Linked DNA regions of Sus scrofa: region 1 is linked to region 2. The links are chromatin contacts, called in public HiChIP or PLAC-seq maps. All regions are on one chromosome and are shown on one strand. The core of a region is the stretch at or near the end of the contact, and the rest is flanking DNA. Distances in the headings are between cores, read along the strand shown.

The links. HiChIP or PLAC-seq counts read pairs in DNA pulled down with a chosen protein or histone mark.
Region 1: an H3K27ac HiChIP or PLAC-seq map of alveolar macrophages shows a contact between it and region 2. The contact joins two enhancer-like sites. A contact is called at or near these places in 1 of 47 Hi-C or Micro-C datasets (subcutaneous adipose tissue) and 1 of 2 datasets of contacts at active chromatin or transcription factors (alveolar macrophages).

Annotation. Positions count from the first base shown.
Region 1 is chr13:82,160,970-82,168,307 of Sscrofa11.1, reverse strand. It overlaps a transcript of ZBTB38 not described here. Among named protein-coding and RNA genes, the nearest start is that of ZBTB38, 24 kb to the left of the region's middle. Within about 2 kb of position 5,262, at least 6 of the 83 cell types and tissues checked have an H3K27ac peak or open chromatin away from gene starts, as enhancers often do. A contact at or near this core is called in alveolar macrophages, where this site is marked.
Region 2 is chr13:82,029,784-82,036,564 of Sscrofa11.1, reverse strand. The region is part of intron 5 of PXYLP1 (2-phosphoxylose phosphatase 1); the gene reads right to left. Among named protein-coding and RNA genes, the nearest start is that of PXYLP1, 82 kb to the right of the region's middle. Within about 2 kb of position 3,599, at least 5 of the 83 cell types and tissues checked have an H3K27ac peak or open chromatin away from gene starts, as enhancers often do. A contact at or near this core is called in alveolar macrophages, where this site is marked.

The DNA.
Region 1 (7,338 bases), core at 4,013-6,512, 130 kb before region 2:
AGACTTTTCTATTTTTGATTTATTTTCTTTTAAAAAATGTAAGCTTCAAAGTAATAGATGGCATTCATAAATATTATCATTTTCATCCATTTTCACTTTAAGGTAATATTTATTAAATGCCTACCACCCACCAGTTACTGAGTGTAACACAAGGGCTACCACAAGAAGTGGGTACAGAAGGGGCACAGGAGAGAGATTAAAGGTACTGAACTAAGATACCCCAGAACACTATTTTAGTCCACTCAGGAAACAGGGTCCCCCGAAGGACAATCTAGGATAAGGCAGCCCCCATCTAGTCTGGCACCACGGCTAAGAGCCAGAACTTTGGTGTCAAGTGGCTCTCGTGACATTCTGGCTGTGACCTTGGGCAAGTCTCCTGAACTCTGCACCTCAGCCTCTCCATCTGCACAATGGAGCAAATAACAGAAACTACCACATTAACCTGAGGATTAAATAATAATACCTAGAAAGTGATTAACTTACTGTCTGGCACAAAATCCAGCTTAATAAACATTAGCTATTTTTAGTATAACAAAATAATTACTGTTATTTTTTTCCAATTAATTATTATCAGTCTCAAATGTCCACAGCAGCAAGTATTACCAAAGTCTTGGCCCCAGGCCCCAAATCTAGGGACTGTGAAATTCCTCAGTGGCAAAGACAAGTGTTCTACTCCACTGTGCGCTGAGGATCCCCCCCACCACCCCCAGTTTTTAAGACCCCAGAAGCGCTCATTAACTCAACATTCTTCCGTAAGGCAGAGAGCAGTTATTACATCCCAGCCTTAGCTCATATGTGGGCATTCTGTTACAAGTATCATGGAAATGATTTCCCTTTCTTTAGCGGCTCTGTTTGGTAGCATTTCTTCCCAGCCTGTGCAAGAAGGCACTGAGAACTTAAAATTATTCAAGTTGGCTGCTAGCAATTTTCCGGTAAAAAGCTTAATACAGAATGAAGCTAAAATAATCTAAGACCCAGACTTAAATCATCTACACATTTCCAGTCTGTGCCTTTGTCCTCTTAAGTCAGAAGGTCACTCAAGTTTGGCTACAGAAACAAGGCTAGGTTCTGTCCATTTATGGGGTCATGTGCCTGTTTTAGATGCTGATACCCTTTTATTGCCTAAAAAAGCCTCCCCTGTGTTCTGCTTCATCCCCTCTCCTATCTCTTTAGACTCCTGGCAGACCACATTTGCTCCTTTGCCCTCACAGCAAAGGGATTTGTGGGGGGAGCACAGTCTTGAGACCTCCTCTTTCTTTAAACTAGAAACTTAATACTATGTCAGTCTGGTTATGATTTATTTTAGAGAATACTTTGATGTTTTGGTTTTTAGATTTTAAAATCCTTTTAGTTTATTTCTCAGTTTAATAGGTTCATTAGGTTGTGGTTTATTGAGTAAAAAATAAATAAATCTGGGTTCAGTTTGGGGTTTTGCACATTTATGTGCTGATTCTGGGTTTTGGTTCAAGCTCCCACTGAAGTTCCTGATTAAAATTTTTGACAACTGTCAGATGTAGTTAAGGGTTCCAAGCTCTTTTCCCTGTTCCCAGGGCCGTCCTTTCTCCTCCTGTAGAGTTAGTCACCTTTATCCTCAGAGGTAGAGCTGGGGCCCTGATCACACACTCCTCAGTTCAAACTCCAGTCCTGCCACTTAAGTAGCTGTGTGAATTTGGACAGGTTAATTAACATCTCAAGACTTAAAAAAAAAAATCTATTAAGATGGATATAATAGTGCAACTTAGTTCTTAATAGGATTAGAAGAGACCATCCATATCAAATGAAGTATCTCATTCCACTGCTCTTTCACCCTGATAATTTTCCATGAAAATTCCAGAAAACAAAACAATTCCTACAACTCTTTTCTCTAGCCCGTCTCATTATGATAACAGAAACCAACTTAATGCTTGTTGGTTGAAAGGGCGTTGGAAGCAGGGGTCATTTGGAAGTGGGGATTTCCCTGGGGCTGCAGGGGAGAGATGAGTGGCCTGGAGAATCTCTGGCTTCGAGGGCATCCCGGGAGCCTGGGCGACTTAGGTCCGGTGGGCTGGACAGTCAGGAGCTACCGGGCTCAGGCCAAGCCAACCCCAGGACAAGGGAAGTTAGCCAGAACATATTTGTGGAAGGTAAGTGCAAAAATAACTGTTTAGCAAAGCAAGGGACTGTGGGTACTACACCAAGTTTTCCTATATTAAGGTCTTTGGAGAATGTTAATATAGGTAATGTAATGGAAAGAACAAATACTCGCTTTTAAAGAATACATGCAAAAAAAAAAATACAAAGTACACGCACCACAATATAATTAAGCCAATAACTGTATATTGATGGATGCAAACCCAGTGATTCTTGTTTGGGGAGCCCTCCATGCCTGTTAAAAATAATCCCCAGTGCTCTACCAATACTGCTGTGAAGAATAAGCAGAGAAAAGGAGGCTAGGGCTCTGAACAACCAGAGGGGGCTTCTACCCCTCCAGTGACCTCTCGAGGTTCACAGGTTGCTCCTTCCAGTCTAATAAAGGCACTGAGCAAGACTACCCTCGGACTCTTATCTCAGCATGGATAAGATTCTTACTCAGTGTCTTCACATACAGAAATAGTCAAAACATCGAGGTGGTTGGCCTCCCCAGTGTCAGGAGACAGGGTGGGGGAAGGCAAAACATTTTCCAGCCTGAGTGCTCTGTTTCCTTCACACCTTCAATCTATTCCATCCTCACCTCGCTGGGAAGGGGGTCTTCAAGCCCAATAAGGCTAGTGATGCTCTGAGTGGCGTTCAATCACAGCAAGAAGAAGAGGAGACAGGGCAGAGTCCTGGACCAGGAGAGGTGGGGCTTGATGCAGCAGACTGGGGGAGGGAGGCCAGAGGGGAAGGGACCCAGGGCTCCCTCTTGGGAAGGCCTCAGTACTGATGCTCTCCCTAGGAAACAGGACCCCAGATGCTGTACCACAACTCCGGGAAGGTCCGGCTCACTCTATCACTGAGCCCCACTCTGCTCTTCTAAGTGTCAGGGGTATAATAATAGGGTAAGTTATGGAAGTAAATTCCCCAAGGCAGATCCTAACTCGGAGAGCCCCTCTTAAAAACAGGGCCTTCAGATAGAGCCTTTCTCTGGCAGCGGCTTTTTCAGGGGTGTGTCCTGCGGTTCCTTTGTTTGAGGACCAGACTCCATCCCCAGTGCACACTGCCACGTCCACAAGATGGTGCTGAGTCCACACAAAGAAATGCTCTCAGGTCCTGAGGGACTGGGAATCCAGTCCCCCAAGCCTTTCTCAAAACGGGCAGATGAGTGACCCTCACTTCAAAATAGCAAAAAAAAAAAAAAAAAAAAAAAAAAAAAGATAACCAAAAAGCAAAGAGAGCAAGCTTCTCAGTGGAGCATGTCTTTTAACTCCTTAATTTGCCACAAAGGGATTCTAGAGATTCTTCAGACCAGGGGTGGGGACCATTCCACCCCGTGTGGGAATTTCCTCCTTAGAGGAGCAATCCTGCTGAGGAGCCCTCAACGGTAACCACTGCCACGTGACAGCCCTTGGAAGGTTTACTCTGCAAGGGCCCTTTCCTGGGCGTAAACATCTCCCATTCCTTCAACTACACCCCAGCAAAGAGAATTTTGTAGACAAGGAAATTTACACCGTTTAGACCAACTCCCTCGTTTTCAATGTGAACAAACGGAGGCACAGAGAAGCAGGATGACTTGCCTAAGGTCTCATTGTGTGACCAAAACAGGTTTCTAGACTTCTGGCCCTGTGCACCTTACAACACACCATACTCCTCAACTGGCAGTTTCTGGGACCCAATCGCTAATAGCGTGATCTTAGAAAGTACTTGAGCTCCCCAAGCCTCAGTCTGTCCACATTTAAAATGAAGCAAATCAGACACACCACACCTCATGGGGTGCTTGGAGGATTAAATGAGAAAATAGGAGCGCCCAGGTCGTGCAAGTGCACAACAAACAGTAAGTGTGCAACAACTGATTAATATACAGACTGTGTGTGGGGGGGTGGTGGGAGGGAGCATGGAATTCTGCATTCTTCCCTTGTGTTCTTCGTCCTCCTTGACTTCCCAACTTCCAAGGCTGAATTTTGTTTTTTTTAACTGAAAATAAAAAATTCACTCATTCTAGTTAAACTGAATTGTGTTCATTTGGCCCATTATCTCTAATCTGTTGGAGTATGTTAGAATGATAATTCCATCTTAAAATGTACCTACTGATTCTTTAAACATGATAAGCTGACTCCTGCTGCAGAAACATTCAGGTAAGTGTAGGGTGGTGATGGCTGTTTCCTAGGCTCACCTCTGGAGAGCATTTCGAGATCAGGACTGTTATACCGACAATGACTTAGAAAGTAGTCTTCAGTCTATTAGAATAAAAAAGATAAAGCCTCAGTTCACCTTTAAAGAGGAAGGAGGTTGAAGCCACATTATTGACCCTATGAGAAGAAGCTCCAACATGTTAATACATTAACAGGTTTGGAATGGGAACAGACCTTGGGATAAGTGAGCTCTTGCACTGAGACTCCAAAACTGCAGAGCTGCTGGGAGTGATATTTTGGGGAATAACCTCTAAGTAAAAGAACAAGATGTCAAGCTGCTGGAGCAGATCTGTGGTCCCACGGCTGGTGCTCGGTTACAGGTGGCTCAATGCAAAAAACCCTGGCCATTACATTCTCTAGCTCCATTGTATCAATAAGCACAGCAAGACTAATTTTCCAACCACTCATCTCATCCCCTCATCCTAACTAATTCAGATCACTTGTCTTTCAGCGGCTCCCTTCCCAGCATACCCAGACCCTGCCCCACTAGGGAATTCAGCCAGCCTGCAATAGTTCCAGGGCCCGTATCTGCTCAGGCTGAAAAACAGGGCCTTTCCCATCCCAACTCTTCCCAAATGCCAACTCTCTGGACCTAAACATAGAATAAAGACCTGAACACCTCACCTTATTCCTGTTTAGCCCTTATAAACCACTTATAAATCACTTTCATACACACCATCTTCTCTTCTTGCTCACAACACCCCTGTGGGCTGTGCAACAATATTTCTATTTCAAAGATGAAGGCACTAAATCTCAGAAAAATTAAGCCAGAATCCCAATACCACATGGCTTATAATTGGCAAGGTTTGGTTTTCAACACTGATCTTGTGACTTTGAGTCACAAACTCCTTCTAGCATACTTTAGAGAAAGACTCTACTCACATAGTTCCAAATGTCAGTAAATACAAGTCACCATCTTTTTTTTTTTTTTAATTTCATAACTGGACTCGTGGCATATGGAAGTTCCTGGGCCAGGGATTGAATTCAAGTCACTGCTGCAATCTATGCCACAGCTGTTGGTAATGCTGGATCCTCTTAACTTCCTGTACCAGGCCAGGGATCAAACCTATGCCTCTGCAGCAACCCAAGCCACTGCCATCAGATTCTTTTTTGTTTTCCTTTTTAGGTAGGGCAGCATCCATGGTATATGGAAGTTCCAAGGCTAGGGGTCGAATCGGAGCCACAGCTTCCGGCCTACACCACAGCTCATGGCAATGCAGGATCCTTAACCCACTGAGCAATGCCAGGGATCGAACCTGCATCGTCCATGGATACTAGCTGGGTTTGCAACCTACTGAGCCATGGCAGGAACTCCATTATCTCATCGTTTGATTGATGTTCAATGGTTGTGTATGTTTTATGCCAAATTCAGTGTCAAATGTGTATCTGCCACTCAAAAAACTACATATCATTAGCTATTTTTAACAATAAGAATGATTTTTTCTCCCAATCAGCCTATATCACATCGGCATACTGCTAACCAGGTGGTCTATGCATTCTATTTCATATTTTCTGCCATTGTGCATTTCCTGACCACACAGAATTTTGTGGACTTCATTCTGTAAAGTGGGAATGATACCTGAGTTGATTGCTGTGATAGTTAAATAAGGCAATGACTATAGAGACCTTGGCAGCAAGTGTTCAATTAATACTGTAACATATACTACTGCTAGTACAACTTCATTATATTCATTAAAACCAAGTAGAGTTTTGCTTTCTTTTTTTTTTTTTTTTTTTTTGTCTTTTGTCTTTTTGTTGTTGTTGTTGTTGTTGCTATTTCTTGGGCCGCTCCCGCGGCATATGGAGGTTCCCAGGCTAGGGGTTGAATTGGAGCTGTAGCCACTGGCCTACGCCAGAGCCACAGCAACGTGGGATCCGAGCCGCGTCTGCAACCTACACCACAGCTCACGGCAACGCCGGATCGTTAACCCACTGAGCAAGGGCAGGGACCGAACTTGCAACCTCATGGTTCCTAGTCGGATTCGTTAACCACTGCGCCACGACGGGAACTCCCCGAGTTTTGCTTTCTTAACAAGTGTCTGATGAGCTATCAGATGGCATGGTACAATAATTCAGAGAAATAGAAAAATGATTTCATACTCTTGGGCTTGTTTAATCCTTTCCCTTTTTATTTCTTTCCCTTTTCAGCAACCTCCACAGTCCAATGGAGGAGACAGACATGCAGACAAATAGCTCCTCCATGATGAAGAAAGTGCTCTAGTGAGCATGCCCAGGACTTGGAGTTTGGGGGCGGAGAGTCAGGGAAGGCGAGGTATTCGAGAGGAAAAAAGGCATTCTATTCTAGGGAGAGGTCAAGCAGAGGCAAGGAGGCAGGAAATGAAATGACACCTTTGAGGAATGGCCAAGAGGTGGAAAGTCTGCTGCTCGGGGCGGGCGTGGGCAGGGCCAGATGGGAGATGGAGGGAGAGACTGGCAGGGACCCAGTCATGAAGAGAGCATCATGATGACATAGAGGACTTGAACCTCTAGCCTGGTAGCTCTCAACCCTTACCTGAATATTGGAATCACTTAGAGGATCTTGGAGTAAATAACAACAACAATACTCAGGCTCCAACTCAAGATTCTGATTTATTTGATCTTGGTTTTTCTAGGCATTGGGATTTCTTTCTTTCTTTCTTCCTTTCTTTTTCTTTCTTTTTCTTTTTTTAGGGCCACACCTATGGCGTATGGAAGTTCCCAGGCTAGGGGTTGAACTGGAGCTGCAGCTGCTGACCTACACCACAGCCACAACAATGCCATATCCAAGCCGCATCTGCGACTTATACCTACGCTGGGTCCCTTACCCACTGAGCGAGGCCAGGGATTGAACCCACATCCTCATGGATACCAGTCGGGTTCATTACCACTGAGGCACAAGGGGAACTCCAGGTATTGGGGGTTTTAAAAAACAAAACTCTCCAGGTGATTCTAATGTGCAGCCTGGACAATGGTGCTTCACTTAAAAGATTTGAAGCAGGAATTGTTTGACAAATCTGCAGACAGGTCATTCTGGGAGCAGAAGGGGTCTGGA
Region 2 (6,781 bases), core at 2,350-4,849:
TTTCATTGCCTGTGTGGTGGTAATGAATAGTGAAAAAACAGGTTATTTATGTGATCTGACATTATTTGTATTTCTGCCATGAAGCACACATGGTGAATCGAGATTTATCCTTTTTGTCACTAATACACAATTTCCCTGAAAAATGAAATGACCTATGAATATATACGCATTTTCTCTGAATAATGAAATGACCTATCAATATACACACCTTTTCACTGAATAATGAAATGGCCTATAAATGTTTACACATTTTCCATCTGAATAGAGGTAGATAGATAGAGCAGTTCCCAACTAAACTAAATCAGCATGAAAAGAAGCAAAGATAAATTGTTTAATGGCAGACCCCTGCTGTCTGAAAGCCTAATTAACTGTGGCAATGCTTTTAGAATGGCTGCCAAAATAGATTTATTATCTTTCAAAATACATAAAGCTAAAAAAAATTCCATTAAAAATATGTTTTAAAATTAGAGAATGCTAATCCTGTCATGCAGTGGAGTCCAATAAATCACCCTGGATTGCTGTAGGACATTATGGCTTTCCATAAAAACAGAGGGGATGTTATTTTTCCTGAAGCTAAAATACATAAATATCTGCAAACTGGGAAATAAAATGTCCAGACTGATAATGAGGCTGCCAAAACAAATCCACATAAACAAAGGCTATCCATCAACGGGAGTCAAATGTTCTGCTCCAGGCCATTATTTCAGGTTGGTGATTTCTGAGGATCTGAGAAAGCTTTGCTGCCAATTTTAGAAATGAAATTTCACTACTGAGAATATTTGCTGTGATGTCCTAGGTTTTCAGGGCATCCGACTGCTTAAGGATGCATTACTATCTAACTGTATTCATGGGAACTTGTTTTTGATATGGAAAGATGAAGATTTATCTTCTATCTCTTCACTTATGGTAGAGATCACAAATGACTGGGTCTTTTGTACAGGAAGAAGATCAGGTAACCTGACTCAGGGAGCCTCTCTTGGATCTGAATGACCAGGTCCTGCCGCTATCTCTGGAGCTGAGAGGGCACCTACCTAGCATGTGGCAGAGACCCCCAAAACACATGTGAATGAATCCCACTGTGAAGTACCCCATCCTTAGATGCTCCATGTAAAGTTCATGCCTTCTATAGTTTGCAGTAATGAATATGGCAAGTTCCAACTGTGTTTATTAAAAGAGTCAGATTTTGATGTAAATATTAAAAATAAAGGCCAGGTGGAGTTCCGGTTGTGGGTTACCACTAACAAACCCGACTAAGTATCCATGAAGATGCGGATTCAATCCCTGGCCTCGCTCAGTGGGTTAAGGATCGGTCATTGCCATGAGCTGTGGTACAGTTCACAGACAGGCTTGGAGCCCACGTGGCTGTGGCTGTGGCGTAGGCCAGCAGCTGCAGCTCTGACTAGACCCCTAGCCCAGGAACTTCCAAATGCTGCACGTCTGGCCCTAAAAAGCAAAATAAGTAAAGGCCAAGAGTTCCTGCTGTGGCACAATGGGATTGCTGGTGTCTCTGCAGAACCAGGACACAGGTTCGATCCCTGGCCCAGCACAGTGGGTTAAAAGGATGCAGTGTTGCTACTGCTGCAGTGTAGGTTGCAACTGTGGCTCAGATTCAGTCTCTGGCCTGAGAACTTCATGTGCTGCGGGGTGGCCAATAAATAAATAAATAAATGCCACCGAGAGTGAAACTATTACTTGTGAACCTCTTTGACCAAACTTTAGTCTCCTCTGAACCCTCTTCGGAACAAGGCCTTAACCTTTGGACTTTCATGGTCTTTGTTTTTTTTCGCGTCTTTTTTTTTTTTTTTTGTCCTCTTAGGGCTGCACCGGTGGCATATGGAGATTCCCAGGCTAGGGGTCTAATCCGAGCTACAGCTGCCAGCCTACGCCACAGCCATAGCAACGCCAGGTCCTTAACCCACTGAGCGAGGCCAGGGTTCGAACCTGCAACCTCATGGTTCCTAGTTGATTCGTTTCCACTGTGCCACTAGGGGAAATCCTGGACTTTCATGGTCTTTGGATTTATGTATATCTTTGCATATCCCAGTTTTAGCAAAAATCCTGCTAAGTCAGTTTAACCAGACTCTCCCACTCTTGATATTTGACCAGATCCCTGAACTTCCCACCCCCATGGTATCTGATCACCCTAGTCTGCCTTCAGCAAGATGCCTGTGGAGTCAGTTTAGCCAGAACCCCTCACCCCTGATATCTCCTCTGAGTAATTCTCCATCCATTGACCACCCCCCCACACCCTGCTCCTTGGCTGTAAGGCCCCATTTGTTCATTCTGCATTTGGAATTGAGCCCAATTCTACCCCTACTGTTTTTACTGCTTTGTCTACTGTCTGGCTCTGGTTTTTCTTCAACAGTTATACACTAAAATCTATTCTTCTCTTCTTGGGAACTTGGTTAGATCCCATTTCTGAGGTCCTGGTTCAGGGGGCCATGTGACTAAGTATTCACTAATGGAATGGAAGGATGTTAGGCTTTCAGATCATGGACATGCCCCCTCCACACTCTCTTCCTTCCCTCTGGCCACTGCTCAGGCACAGCTGCAACCAAGGTTCAGTCACATAGACATCCCTAGGGCATGGTGGAAACAACCTGGAAAGAACCCGGGACCCTGAATGACCAGGTGGAACCAAGTCATACAACCTGGAACACTCATTCAGACCTTCATGCAAGGAAGAGATAAACCTCTGTAATCCAAGGCAATGCATCCTTGGCTCTCTTTATTATAACAGCATGCAGCCTGGCCTTACCCTAACTAACACAGAAATGATTATGAGTTTTCTTCAGGAAAAACCCATGTATTCGCCTTGGAATTCTACTTTCATTTTGGAAATTGAAAGAACCAGCAGTGCTACTACCTTAGGCCTTCAAACAATTCACTGCAGAGCTCTTATTTACATTTCTATATGCATTTTATTTACATTTTTTATACCCATTTATGCCACAAAGTTTGGGACAGAAGGCTAATCTACACGCCTATAAGAAAACATTGTGCTTTGGTCACAATCAAAGCAACTACTGAATTCTGCACAGAACACTGAAACAAGCCGAGAAGAGGTATAAGACTAGTGACCCTGGGAATTCCTGTCTTGGAGCAGCGGAAACAAATCTGACTAGGAACCATGAGGTTGTGGGTTCAATCCCTGGCCTTGCCCAGTGGGTTGGGGATCTGGCATTGCTGTGAGCTGTGGTGTAGGTCACAGATGAGGCTCCGATCTGATGTGGCTGTGGCTGTGGCTATGGTGTAGGCCGGCAGCTGTAGCTCCAATTAGTCCCCTAGACTGGGAGCCTTCAAATGCCACCGGTGCGGCCCTAAAAAAATAGCAAAAGACTAGTGACACTTTTATCAGAAAAAAGTTTAAAAACTTTATGTGACTGGACACTGGAATAAGTTTTTACCATTTACGTTAATTCAAGAATGTATTATATTTTTATAAACAAAAAAGATAATATACTTTCTTTAGTCTTTAGGTTCCTAGTTTTTTTTTTTTTGCTCTATTTGACGTGATTACCCGCCTTCCTTCCCCTTCCTGAAACCCTCCTGCCTTCTTCCTCTTTGCAAATTCACCATCTCCTCCTGGGCCCCTCCTTTCTCTCTGGGCTATAACTGGTTGCGGCTCTCATAGGACTGTTTCTGGCCCTTCCCTCGCTCCACAGGCTATGTGTGTGTGTTACTATGCAAGCCTCAGCTTCACCTGCCATCTACATACATGCTGAACTGTCAAATCAACCTCTGTCTCACAGCAAGACCATGTTCCTGAGCCCCACAGCTACACAGAGGCAGCTTCCCCTACAAAGACGTTGAGAGTCATGGAAGGCGTCCCTGTGAAGGGAAACAGCAGGGCGTCTGGCTATACTGATTCTGCTTCTTGCAAACCCCCACCCTTGCTGGCCCAGACAGGCTCCTTCACAAGGCAGGCAGGAGTCATGGGCACACTTCAGGACATACAGCCTTCAAAGAGGCCACAATTTATGAAGCCTCGTGAGGCTGAACTGGCACCTGCGAAGGCAGCAGGCATAGCTGGTGACCCAAATCCCACAGTCACAGGAGATTCAGAGGCCCAAAGTGGGTCCCCTTTGCTGGGAGTCCTGTTCACTCTTACCCAGAAATGTGTGCTTATAGTGACAAGTCAACTTCGATTGTTTTTAAAGCTGGAATTCATTAAATGCCATTAATTAATTAAACATGCATACCCCACCCATTTTCTATAAAGGCCTGAAAGTAGCTTCTAAAAATACAGAACGCTGAATAACACAGAACTAGGCCAAAAGATCAAGGCGAAGGGAAATGAGGACAGAGGTGGCCAGAGCAGCTGGTCCCCAGGACATTCGCCCCTCAAGTGGGAGTTCCAGAAACAGGGCCCTGCCATTGCTGGGGCAGAACAGCGGCCCTGGGAGCTGGCCTGGCTTTATGACCACAACTGAGAGAGGAAGAGTCTGGGCCTGGAAGACTCCAGGCTGTGGTGATAAATAAAACACCACTTATCAAGTTTTCAGTGGAGATCAGGCTCAGAGCTTTACCCCATCACCTTAGTTGGATTTCAGAGGGATATTTTAGGGAAGTATTACTATCCCCTGCTCCAGAACAAAACACTGAGGCTCAGAGAGGTGAAGGGATTTGCCTTCCATCAAATAGGTGACCACGGCTTTAGACGATTTCACCGCTGAGGTTCAAATCTACTACAATAGATACACAAAGCAATGATGACCTGTGATTCTCACTGAGGTCCTGAGTTCATTCTGCAATGGACCCAGTCCAACAACGATTACATGTGGGCTCGGGCTGGGCACAGTGATACAGGAAGGAGTGAGACTCGGTGCCCTGAGAGCTGGTGGTGAGTGGAGGGAAGAGAGAACGATGCCGGGCAGACAAGCTGCAGAGTACCCCAGGGATGGCTGTGAGCTGCCCAGTGGCCCCACCCCATGGGTCCCGTCCCTGGGAACAACTAAGTGGCCTCCAGAGGCCTCCTGGTGCCCAGGTGCCTGCCAGCAACCACTGACTGGTCTAGGGACAGACCCATTCTCACACCTGGGAATCTGAAGTCCAACAAGAGAAAGGGGGGCAGAAGCTGTGAGCTGCCTGGGCTGAAGCATGGTACCACCCACAGAGTTCTGAGGCTGCCCTATGTCCGGCCAGCTCAGAGGCCTAGTAGTCCAGCCAGGTCACTGTTCAAAGGGCAGATATCCAGTGAGCAATGGCAGGGCTGTGCCAGTTGTTAACACGCTAATGCTCTGCTGTGCCCGGTGGAGCAAAGCCACTTCCCTGAGCTGCCCTCCCTTCATCCCACCCTGTGCTCTCCCGCCACTCTGGATGCTCTAGCCCAGAAACTAAAGGCTGCAAGCACACCACCAGCACAGCACCTTTCCCCTAGTCCTAAAGCCAGCTGAGGTCTGGTCATTAAATATTTTGTCCTGGGATCCTTCCCATATACCCTGCTTTTCGGGTTGAGTGAGGTGGTGGCAGTGCCAAATATAAGCAGAGGATCCCTCCTAACACACAGGGAGTTTCCTAGGAGGGGTTCTATCTCAGGAGGCCTGGAGGGATCTAGAGGAGGGGGCCAGCAAGCCAAACGGCAGGTGCAAAGGCCTAAAGGGGGAAGGGCTGGCAGGCAGTGGTTGGCAGGGGCAGAGGGTTCCAGCAGAAAGGCTGGTAGAGAGGGCTGGAGATGAGGAAGAGAGCCAGCGTCTGTGCAGGTTGGACTCGACCTAGGGTGTTTTCCAGCCCTTGGAACAAGAGGACATGCATCCATGATTGCTGAACATAGAAAAATAAGGCTGTCAACTTCGTGACCTCCAGCAGGAAATGAAAGGCTAGAGTCACACGGTATTTCATGATGTTTTTACATAAAATGATTCACTTCATCTTCCCCAGGATATTAGACAATAAGAAGGCTGAGATGCAAAAGATGAACCTGGAACTCCTGGGTCCACACCACAGCCCACTGTAAACTGACAGCCAGACTGCAGGGAGGCAATGCATAGTTCCAGCAGGCTGGCACCACCTGGGGCAAGGTGGCACTCAAGGCACCCCATCAAAATAATGTCTTCCCCACCGAGCACTTCCCCCCGTTTCCTCTCCTCATTAGTAAATGCTACTTGGGGTGTTACGTGCCTCCAAACCATTTGCTGAGGCCTGGCCCATCACTTTATTGCTAACTGTGCCTCTCATTTTATAAAGAGCCTTGCCATTTCCACATGCACACTTTCTTTTCTCTTTCCAAGTATTTTTCATCCAAAGGCCTCTCAACTGAGAACAGGCTGTCTCTACTCCCATGAAGAATGAAAAGGCAGAAGGAATGTCTTCCATGTGTGTGGCTTTGCAACTGGTAACGTGCATCCTCCTCTCATCCCACCTACTCCTCACCCCAACCCCACACGGTCAGCATCGTCACCCCCATTTTACAGACAGAAGACTGAGGCTTAGTGAGACTAAGGGTCTTAGCTGCTACTCTAAACGGAATGGCCAAGGGGTCCCAGGACTCCTAACCCAGTGCTCACTGCACCATGTCCCAGATGTTTCTCACCCTGAAGAACAGCTGGGTGGGAGCCTGCAGACAACAGACTGGCCTGGGCTCAAATCCCAGTTTATCTGCTGTGTGGCCTTAAAAAAGGTGTCCTCACCTCTCTGGGCTTCTGTCCTCTCAAGTGTGAAATGGGATTAACCTGCAGAATGGTTCTGAAGATCATATTCCTGGCCAACAGCCCTCACTGTCAAGTGCAGGCCATTCCCCATCCTGTAATTCTCCAGTCAGCCTTTTGATTCAGGGACAACA